2 separate regions of the Anas platyrhynchos genome follow, and region 2 is linked to region 1. A link is a contact called in public Hi-C data. All regions are on one chromosome and are shown on one strand. Each heading gives the region's core, a stretch centred on a gene start, on an enhancer-like site or on the middle of the called end of the contact. The rest is flanking DNA. Distances are from core to core; before and after follow the strand shown. Region 1 has its middle 18 kb from the start of INSIG2. Region 2 has its middle 8.5 kb from the start of CCDC93.

Region 1 (5,229 bases), core at 1,866-4,365:
TACTGCAACCAGCATAGTGCGCTACTCACCTCTGCCACCACTTCTTTTCTTTTTTTTTTCTTTTCTTTTCCTCCTTTCTTGCTGCCATAAAACAGCATCTGTTAATCTCTCAGGAAATGCCAGTTTATTCCTCTCCCCTCCCCCAGTATGAAATGGATAGAGTTTTTTAGCAGTGGGAGCTCAGTGCGATTAGTATGCTAATATAGGAGAGAGAAAAGGAAATGGAGATGAGAGATATGGTCCTTTAGCGAAGAAAAGCAGGAACAACTGAAAGGAGGATCTCTGCTAATCAATTAACCTACAATGGACCTAATGCCATAAGAAGCTATTGTGCATAAAGGGACAAAATTCTCTGTGACAGATGGCACTTGGGCGCATGATATTGCAAGGTTCCTGCTCCCGAGCTTGTTTACCTCCCATACAGGGGTAAGCAATAAAGCAATAAAATTGCTTATTTATTTTAAAGAGAGAAGTTGAAATGCTTATTTACCAAATCAATCAAGATTTACTAAGGCAGAACAGCCACAGTCCTCGCGGCCCTAAAATGCTGGATACTTCACTGATTTCAAATAGCAATTATCTATTGCAGTTTCTTGAACCTGCTCTGACTGCAAAGAGACATTTAATTTGCAAATTTTGATGAAAATTGTCATTTTTTTTAATTGCCTATTTCACCAATTTGAATTTTAAAACAAACGATTAACTAGAATCTCATTTTTTACTTGCCTTGGGCAAGCCAGGAAAATATTTGTCAAGACCCAAGTCTGTCTGCTTAGCATTTGAGTTGAGAAATGCACAACTGCCTTCAAGTCAACATTAGCTATGACAGAAGCAAGACTATTATTTAACAGTAGCTGGAAATGTCAAAAACAAGCGGTGCCTGGCATTTTGACAAGGCAGCGTTGAAAAGAAACCACTTTTTTTCACCACTCGGTTAACTGTAAAGCAAAACTGTACAATTATCGCACAGCTAGGAGCGAGGCTCTGGAGGTGCCCTTTGAAGTGGCGGGGATGAAGTTCAGGTGGGTCTGTCCCCATCTCCTCCTGCCCACAGCAGTCTTTGGGACCCAACCACGGCCAGACCTCAGCATCAGCTCCTTCTCTGCCGGCAGCACGATGCCATCCTCCCGCCAACGCAGCCGGCGTCATCTAACGACTTGTGTCAGGCCCCGGGCTCATCGGCTCAATGAAGACATCCCGAGAGCTAAGGACGTATGTAAATGTTTGGAGGTGTACGTGTTAGATGTTGGCTGGCTGGCAGAGTGAAATGCAGGCGCTTTGAGAAGCAGGTAGTGCGTCTGGGTGTCAGTCAGTGTGTTTTACATCAGAATTGACAAAAGAAAAAAAGGGTTGGCAGATTTAATTGGAAGTGGTATTGTGATGAAGAGAAGCCTGGTACTGAAGTAGTATGGGAAAACTAGTACCTAAACCACTTTCCTCACCCGGGAAGATTGTTGGAAGTTACCGTTTGAATCACTAATGTAAGATGTGAGTGTTTACAACAGTGTTGGGAACCATCTCAGGGAGCAGTGCAACAGGTGCTAAGATATTGTTCTTGAGAATTTTAGGTAGCAGAAGGGATAGGCCTTAATAATCTAAGTGATGCCATCGTGATGAATATACGTCAATCTTCATCGCAGACACCAAATACTCAGCACTGCTTATCTCTACTTATGTGACAAGAACTGCTTTTAGCATTTTTCCTACCCATTAAGTCCCTTTAACATCAGAGAGCATCAGGTAGGGTATCAGATCCCATAACAATTCATCAGTACAAGTGTCAGTTGTCTCTTTGTTTCCTCCTGCAGCGAAGTCTCTGTGTGCACCTCATAGCAGCCGTGCAAGAGACATCAGGGGATGTGTACATGGTCCCTTTTCCAGCTCACATCTCTGATATTCTGACATGTAGCAGCCACACCATCCACTTCACCCCATCTCTCTGGGTTTCAGTAGTTGCCACAGCCTTAGAAATCACAGACGGACTACCAAAATTTGACAGTGTTCCATCAAAAGCTGATTTAGAAGAAATCCCATCGGAAAGCACATGCTGTCCCCTGTGGCTTTGAAACTTCCCTGATGAAACAGCGTGGGGTTTCCTGGGAGAAACTGGGTCCCTTCCTGATTGCACAGCTTCTCTGGTGCCTTGCTTTTATTGCCCGTTGAAGTCAGGACACAGCAATACTGCTTCCCCTTTGCACTGACACATGTGTTGATGCTGCTATAGGCAGGAGACTGTGGAGCTGCTCCTGCTTAAACTTAGCAGTTTTTATTTGCTTGGAGCCAGCTTTCCATGTGCCCCTTCTTCCCACTGCCCTTCGCTGCTGCAGCAGTGCCACAGCCAAAGCCTGCAGAGCAAGCCTGAGCAAACTCCCCAGCAACGCGTGCATACCTCTTTCTACCAGCTTCACGGTTTTTTACACTACACTTCTACATTTATTACATACATAATACTACATTTCTATCATCTCTTACACTACTTATCACTACAGTGCATACATCACTACATTGAGTCACATCCTTGAAACATCAGTCTTCAGGAGCTTCCAATTTATCTTCCTTAAGCCACTTCTCCCATTGCATTTTTGCTTGTTACGCTGGTTTGAGGAAACTGGTTGGTAAGAGGGGCCTGAAACCCCACAAAGCAGGATTATTTCACTCTCTGCAGTTTAATCAGAACAGGCACGGGTCCAAAACAAATCAGCAGCTGAATTTCCTACAAGTGAAATACTGGACACAACACGCAGGATTGTGGCAAGCCTTTATGACAACAAGCCCATCAGTGGCCAACATTTTGCATTTGCATCATTATTAATCTGATCTGCCAGATCTGATTCTTGTAAGTCTGTCCCCCTGAAGAGCTGATATACCATATAAAAGGCACACAGTGTAAATCACAGAAAATGACACTTTTCATCAGTGGTGAAAGAAAAGAGGGACAGGCAGATTCTGCTGTGCGCTCGCACTTGCTGCACAATGCAGGACTTTTTTTTTTGACCTGTGGCACATTAAAGAAAGGAGCTCAAAACAATTTCATCCCTTTCAAACACAGTGGGCCAAATTCCCGGCTAGCACGAAACACCACATATCCACTGAAATCGGTGGAGCTCAGCCAGTTCAGCTGAGAACTTGGCTTTGCTTGTCAGTTCATTCAGCAGTGATTGCACTTGACGTGCAGCACAGAACAAGCATTTGTTTTTAAAAGAAAACAGTGGAGTCTTTCAGTGCTAACCCAGCCTATAAATAGTCCCGATTCCAAGAACGGGATTAACTGTCCTTAACTCAGACTCCTATGCATTAGTGCAAAGGGAGAGGAGGAGGAAAAGAAAGCGTATTCTTCTCTCCTTGGCACAATGACGACAGATCTCTGCACTCCAGACAAGAAATGACGGTCTGTAGAGCAAGGTGACTTTGCTTTTTGTTAGAACCTATAATTGAATCTACATGTATGACCTTAATGCACTTACAAGGACTTTCAGCACCCCTGAGCACCATGTAGTCGCCTTCCCTCGTAACACGTCTTTACCAACCGAAGCGCCCAGGGACACTTCACTGGTTTCTCACAGAGCCCAAAAGGACTGTGCCAATCTCAGCTAGACCTTCCTAAAAACATTTCTTATGCAGTGGCTGGTGGCACAGCCAGGCTCATACTGGGGTTTGGGATTCTTTTCTAGACACTGAGCCAAAAACTGGCATAGATGGGTTAGAGGAAAACAGACAAGCCAAAACATGGCCCAGTGGCCGTGGCCAGCAACGCAATGCCTTTGGACAGCAGCTGAAGATCAGAACAAGCCAGCACAAATGCATCTGTAAAGCTCCCCTTCCCCTCTTGTTTTGAAACGCAGCATGGAAAATTGAAATGATCATTTATTGTCCTTTTCTTTCTTGCAACATTATGCCAAGTGTGGGAGCTACCCCTTGCATAAGTTTTAGCCTGCAAGTTAGATTGCAGCACTTTTCCTCCCAGCTTTTTCAGTTCATTCATGTTCATTGTAATTGGATGAAGCAAATCTTGTTTGAGATTTGATTGAAAAAAAATAATAAATATATATAGGTGAAACTTACGCTTATCACATAGTGCAAGCCACACATTGAACTAATCAGATCAGAAGAAACAGAACCACATTCATTGTGAACCCCAACATTTATAAACACAGATTGCTTTTCAACTAATATTTTGCCATATTTGCTTTAAAAGGTACAATTTCAGTATTTCTATCAACAAATCCATAAAAAGCAGACCCGATGGCTATACCCCTGAACTTTGCAGTTGAGAATACTGGGCAAAGTGTTCAAATATCCCTGCATAACCACATTACATAAGGCTACTCCACAGAGAGTTTTTTAAGTGCAAAAGTCCAGGCAGACCTGCTGCCAGTACAGAAACTAATCCCGGGCACGTGATACCGGGAATGCTGCAGGTCATGAGTCAGACACTGACGTGCACAGCATGCTGTACACTGAGCTCCCAACTCACTCACCTGGAGGAAATCATAGTAAAAGCCTTTTCCCATTATAATCTTTCCTGTATATTTTGTTTCCTACGTGCTGTACTGCTGGGCAGGGTAAAAAAGTGTGACAGCGCAGCAGGAGCTACGAAATTTTGGCACTTCAAAACGGAAAAGCAAGAAAAGAAAGCCTTGAGAAAATGCAAAACTACCCTTACACCTGGATTTTGGCTCCAGTCTGATCAAGAAATGCCCCGTACCTCTTCCTTGGAGTGGCTTTTAAGCATTCAAAGCACAACCCCCCAATATGCTGCCTGAAAAACCCTGGTTTAGCCTTTAATTTGAGGCTTTGTCATTTGACTGGGGGGAAGGCAATCAGGACGAGGCTTTGGACCACGCTGCTCAAAACATGACACCAGACACACCAAAAGTCCAGGCTGATTGTATGAAGCAATTAAAGCAGTGTTTACTATTCCCTGACAGTTAACATGTTGGACTGACCTTTCATTTACTGCTTAGTACTGAACATTAAGCCACAAAATTACTTATGCTTTGCGTTTAGTACTGGCATCAAAACTAACAGCATTAGATAGCTATTCCCCCTGCGAGACGCACGTTCCCTCCGCCAGCTGTGCCTGTACTTTTATAAGTATTGTTTTTCACATTTAACCTCAATTCCATAGGTTGCGTTCATCCTTTAACACCACCATTAGGATTTACTGGTAACACTGCTCCGAAATGTAAAAAAAAAAATATACACAAAATGTCCAGAGTGGTGCCATTG
Region 2 (5,965 bases), core at 1,020-3,519, 45 kb after region 1:
CAACCAGTAACTCCAGTATCTCTCACTGTGTGCAATGGAAACATGGCCAATTTTTTAGGCAGAGAGGACCAGCCCAGATGGATCATCAACGCATATCATTCAGCGTGTCAAGTAGTTCCTTCCAGTCCAATTATCACCTGATGCTGGCATTTGGGCTGTATTTAACAAACAGAAGTATCCTCAGGGCTAATTGGGTGCATTCAGAAAAATAAATAAATACATAAATAAATAACCAGGGCTGTATGCAAAGACTGTGACTTCATACAATAGAGTTGTATTATGGAAAACATGTGAAGAGTAAAAAAGTATTTTATCACTGCTGGGTGCAATTGGAGATAGGAAGTCTGTAAAAGCAAATGACAATTCTTTGGCTTGATTCAGTACAAAGCAACAGAAATCTTTACTTTGACCTCAGCAGGCTTTGCATGAGACTGTCAGTAAAACTGCTGTGCAAGCTAAAGAGATTCTTGAAGATTAACCTAAATATTGTGTTTAGATAGTTAATCTGATGGCCTTGAAAGTTAAATGATGATATTACATTTACTAGAAATAGCTTAGTTTTCTTCTGCAGTGTCAGGGATATGCTCTTGTCAGAAGCAGGTTACTACTCTAGTATTAACTCTTTCCCCATGGCAACACCTCCAACTCCTTGCTTTTCTGATTTTTTTTTTTTTAATTACTATAAAGCTTGATAATCAATACAGCTGCAGAAAAAGCAAAATACAGTCTATCTCCCCTTATGCCTTAGCAATAAAATTGCAGTTCCATCCCGATCCCAGAATATCAGCTGCTATCAGAGCTAAGTTATGAACTACAAGGCATAAAAAAAGGTAGCTCGATTTTCAGATACTCTGTTAAGTGCAGAGCTGGCAGTTAGAAAAGTAATATTTTGCCTTATAAATTTGGTGAATTTGATAGGGAATTCAGTGCAAAAGCATCAGAACAGAACACCAGCACACCAGTTTCCAAGTGCAACAATAACCTTTGGGGCGACCAGACTTGCATGAGAGTTCTCCAGTGCTGGGTTGCCTGCTAGCACCAGCGAGTATTCTGGTGGACAGACTCAGGTCCCCATCCTTTCTTAAACAGCTCTGGATGAGGCATGGAACAGAATAGTCATCTTCCACCTCTTAAATGAAAGTTAATTGAAAAATTTTATAAAGAATGTGGTCTAGAGCTGAACATGGTCAAAGGCTACAGAGATTCTTTCTTTGTTATTTCTCCATAAAGTGTTTGAAATAATAGTTCTGACTCCAACCCTTTCACAACTCATTTCTTCTTCTTTTTGGTTTCTCCTACGTGAACAGCCAGGCTTCGGCACAGCCACCCAGCATATATGCAGGCAGCCCTTCCCTCTTCCAGAAGCTCTTCAGAACTGTCCTAATGTTGGAAATTTTGCCTCTGCTGGCAAATCCATGGCTTATCACTGGCATTTCTGACATTGCACAGCATGGACAGTCCATTTGCCATTTTATTTTGCAACCCCATTTCACTTCTTACTAAAAGCAGACTTGTTTTTTCTCTCTCTTACAGCTCAGCACAGACCTGTTTTCTGTGAGCATCTCAACACCTTGACCCTCACTAAGAACAGCTGCAACTTTTCTCCTGCTTGTGCTGACTTCTCCACCTCTCGCTGCTCTACAGCATGCTGCCTCACATCATATACAGCTCCAGAAATAGAGGCAGGTGAGTCTTGATGTGACATTCTGATACAGCATATGCAGCTCATTTCAGCCTACTTTCTAAATCAAAAAAAAAAAAAATACAGATTATTTTCTGCTATACAAATAGAGACTTTGTATAGACAGCTATGGAAGAGAATGACAAAAAAGAAAATGCATTGCCAGATTTCTCTTTAAATCTGCAGTAGAAAGGGAGGTGGGAGAGAACCTAGGCAGAAGAGATGAAGACAGAAGTGTCCTTAAGCTCCGTAGAACAATATAACAAATTTAAAATTTTAACAAATTTTACAAAAATTTTAACAAATGAAGAAATTAAGCTGGTCACTTCTGCCCCATGCTGACTGTGCTGAACTGCTGGCTTGCAGCAAGGCTCAGTGCTGCCTGCTCAGCTTCCCACCAGGCCCAGGCTTCCCACAGTGAAAGGAAAAAATTCCTGCTGGATCCATCTGCAGGAATGTGTGGCTTCTTAGGATGGGATTCTACTTTGTAAAAGGTCTGAAAAACAGCAGCACCATGTCTCTGCAGTTACAGTAGTACTAGCCAGGGGTATGGTGCAAAAGGAGCATGACTAAGCTCTGCGAGCAGTTCCAAGAGACAGAAAGCCGGAAGAGGTGATTATATTCCCTACACAGAGGCTGATTTAGGAGATAAGCGCTAGTTGCACATCTATTTCTTATACTAAGCAAAAGTAGCACGGATCCCAAGTAAGAGGGCAGCAGTAATGGGAAGCAGAGCTTGCTGGAGGCAGCTTTTTATGCTTGCTTTGTGAATGAGCCATGTTTTGAATTGCCATTTGGACCAGACTAGACTGGACAGCCTCCAACATAGCCCAACTGTTACTGTGTCTGTAGGAATGTTTTTCCGAGTTGCAAAGTCACGGAAGTTTCAAGGCATTCCCTTTCCATCTGTTTCTAGGAGTAGTCACTGATAAGAGGGCATGCTTTGGGGATGCACGGTATAACTCCAAACATATTACCTCCAGCTTTTCAAACTCACAAAAAAATGAACTGCTGGAGACAGCAGAGAAATTGCTAGGAGAATTCTACAACAAAAAGACCTCATTAGTTCTGAAGTACAAAAAATAAAAATAAATTTTTTAAAAAATCTAACACATTCACTGGAGTCAATCAAACTGCTGCTTATGAGTTGACTGGTAAGAAAAATGCTAAAAATCTTAGAGGTAAATCTTTGTCCTAAGTGGCCCTGCTTAAAAGATGTGAGGCTGTGTAATAAGGCATTGCCAGTTCTCCCTATTTTTGTTATGGGCTCTGCAATATTCAGTGTTTGTCTAAAGCCCAGCTCCTGGAATCAAGAGATTAAGTGAAAAGTCTCTGTTTTAATTTAAAAACAAACAAGAAAGGTTTTCTTCATTTTGTCATTGATGGAAAAAGAAAAGAGAAGAGAAGAATAGAAAAGAGAGAAGAGGAGAGGGGAGAGGAGGGAAGCAGAGGAGAGGAGAGGAAAGGAAGCTCTCCAAGGGCTCAAAAGCCAAAAAGCAGATAGAAAAGCCTTCATATTGATATATAATTTAGATATATTAAATCACCTGATTAAAGTCAATTACGTTATTTATGAGATTGAATTTAAGTCAATTACATTATTTATGGAGATTGAATTTTTAATGTTCATTGTTTAGTAACACTGACTATGCCATATCCATGAGGCATCAGGTTTCTTTATTAAATAACCCATCCTTTAATCAGCAGCAAAAAAGCTTCAGAGAGATCCACCCTCAAGCCAGCTGATTCCTTTCTGTTATCACTGGTGAAGGAAAAATAGCAGGTAGCACCGATAGCAGCTGCTACCTGTGTGCCTGTGACTAGGCAGGAGAGAATATGAAGCATGCATCCACAGCTGTTTCCAAATCGACATGCCACATGACTGCCATTAGATGCACAGCATGATGGCAATGCTGCCCTGTGGCATGTAGAAAAGGAAATAATGAAATCATGCCTCATGTGGGAGCTTGCAGAGCTGTTGAAGAGGGATCTTCCCCTTCTGGCATGTGACCGCTGGTGTGACTGAATCACAAATGTCTGAGCTAAAAGGAAGAGCTTCTGCTGAAGCTGACCCTCAGTTGCAAGCAGTGCGTGCCTCTCTGGCTGCAGTATGCACGTGGTCTTGCCATTAAGTGGGACTGTGAATGAGCGTAGGCTGCTTACTCTCTCTGCATGAGACAGCTTCTTCCAGGCTTCAGAGACAGCTGAATGTAAGAACTTTCACTGTCTATGGAACCCTACTAGGTGGGTTTTTAACAACTGAGCTAGAACCTGGGTCTTCTGGGCTCAGCACTCTCTTGCTTTTTATATTTGAATTTTGTCCTCTATGAATTCGCAGCTAAGGCTTTTGGAGCTGTAATGTTTTTCTTCCCAGCCTTTTGGAAACTGATGGACCTGATCTCTAACTTATTTTTTAATAAAATGATTTTTCCCCAACTCATCAACTGCTTCAACCTTCTTCAGTATTCCTCCCTGCACAAAACAGTAGGTTTACCAATTGGGTGTCTCTGCCGCAGCCTGATCGACACCGAAACAAGGTTGATATTTTTAGGAGTCATCACAGGCCGGAGATTCATCATCCCACTGATGTGAGTGGTGGGAGGAAGCAAGGCGTATCACTTCTCTTTTGGGATAACTGCCATATGCTATACACAGACTTCCTCAGACATGCGGCACAGTTTTATGCCAGGTGACATTCTGATGATAATCCTTACACTTTGGAGAGGATAATGCTTTACTATCTTATTAAGTGAACGATTAGATTAATATTATGTGGATCAGGATTATGTGATAAATTAAAAAATAACTTGATAATTATGTGAGCATGACTTTTTCATGAATTATATGCTTAGCACTCCTGCGTAACAGTTAAGAATTTCCATGGTTTCCACATTCTTGACCTTTATCTAATTTTTGGCAAGATTCCCTGATCTTTAGGGGTTTTGTAAAGCTTTTGAAGTATGAGAGAGTTAGGCTGCACAAACCAAAGCCTTATAAAACCAGTTCTTTGCAGACTAGAATTCCAGAAAGTGTTTTCTAAGCTTAGCATAATTACTAATTGCTTTTATTGATTTCTAACTAAATTCACTTTAATTTGACCTTGAACTTAAAGGAAATGAGGGTGATCATCATTGTGAAAAAGAATATATTTAGGGGAAAAAAAGAAAAGTATTTAATTTCTTAACTTCCAGGTTCAGTTTGTGCTGAAATTAGCTATGATTTGCAAATAATAGTCAGGTTACAATCCGTGCTTTTCCCCTACCTCTGAATATCTAGAATGGCAAAAGTTAATTCATTTTTCGTAATAATCACTTCTGTGGAAACAGAAAATCTTTGTAAAGACAGTTAAGCCAAGCTTCTTGAATACTGAAGGAAAAAAAAAATGCTTGGATCACACACAGAAAATCCTTGAAATGTCTGGTGCAATAAAACTTGGTACCACATTTCATGGGGCCTATAAAGTCTGCTCCAAAGCCACCTAAAAAATGGCTCAGAACAACTCAGAGAACGCTTGATTTAAATGATGAGAACTTCTTGTGATTTAATGGAGAGAAGAGATACGGTCACCATCAGCTTAGATTTTTTTTAGCATGCTCCATCTTGTACTCCTTATGCATAATTGAATAATGTATTAAAGCATATTAAACTAGTGAGACAGGCTTTCCAAAATACAAGCTTTAATCGAACACTACAAATATTTCCTAATAGCAGAAGAACATGGTGTTGCGCCTGGTGTCACCAGATGGTGCTCTTCCACCATTTGTCAAATTGTTTGCCTTCGTGTAAGCGAGTTTTGACTCTTAAAAATGTGTTGTTCTAATGTCAGTTTTGGATTGTGCCAGAATCTTCTTGGAAGTAGTTTGAAGATGGGAGCAATGGAGTGAAGTTTGCTTTTCATTTAGGACTCAATTGCTGTCTCCTAAAAGACATTGCTCTGTGGGACTGCTTCATTTCAGAATGCATACATGTACAAGTTAATCAACTTACATCTACCCAGATGCTAAATAGCTCATTTCTTCTGCAGGGAAGCTGTGTTGTAATATAGCTTACAGATGGCGCTGGATATCTTAAAGGTGTGCTGTTAGTGTCACAATGAGCTAATAGTATCAGAAGAAGATGGAGGATTTGTTAATGTTTTTGATCTGTTTTTCTCACCAGAAAAGGTTGTTTTAGAAGCCAATAAATTGAAATAATTCTCAATACAATGTTTGTAGTTCACATCAAAGGAAAAGTTCTATTTATATGAATAAAGCAGGAATCAGGTAAGAAGTGGGACTGTCTTGT

The links. Hi-C and Micro-C count contacts between places; a contact is called where the count stands out from the background.
Region 2: a contact with region 1 is called in a Hi-C map of skeletal muscle, with 2.7 times the contacts expected there. The contact joins two enhancer-like sites. A contact is called at or near these places in 3 of 8 Hi-C or Micro-C datasets (liver, skeletal muscle and subcutaneous adipose tissue).

What each region holds. Positions count from the first base shown.
Region 1 is chr7:8,895,541-8,900,769 of IASCAAS_PekinDuck_T2T, forward strand. No RefSeq gene overlaps it. Among named protein-coding and RNA genes, the nearest start is that of INSIG2, 18 kb to the right of the region's middle. Within about 2 kb of position 3,116, at least 1 of the 8 cell types and tissues checked has an H3K27ac peak or open chromatin away from gene starts, as enhancers often do. A contact at or near this core is called in subcutaneous adipose tissue, where this site is marked.
Region 2 is chr7:8,941,737-8,947,701 of IASCAAS_PekinDuck_T2T, forward strand. No RefSeq gene overlaps it. Among named protein-coding and RNA genes, the nearest start is that of CCDC93, 8.5 kb to the right of the region's middle. Within about 2 kb of position 2,270, at least 2 of the 8 cell types and tissues checked have an H3K27ac peak or open chromatin away from gene starts, as enhancers often do. A contact at or near this core is called in subcutaneous adipose tissue, where this site is marked.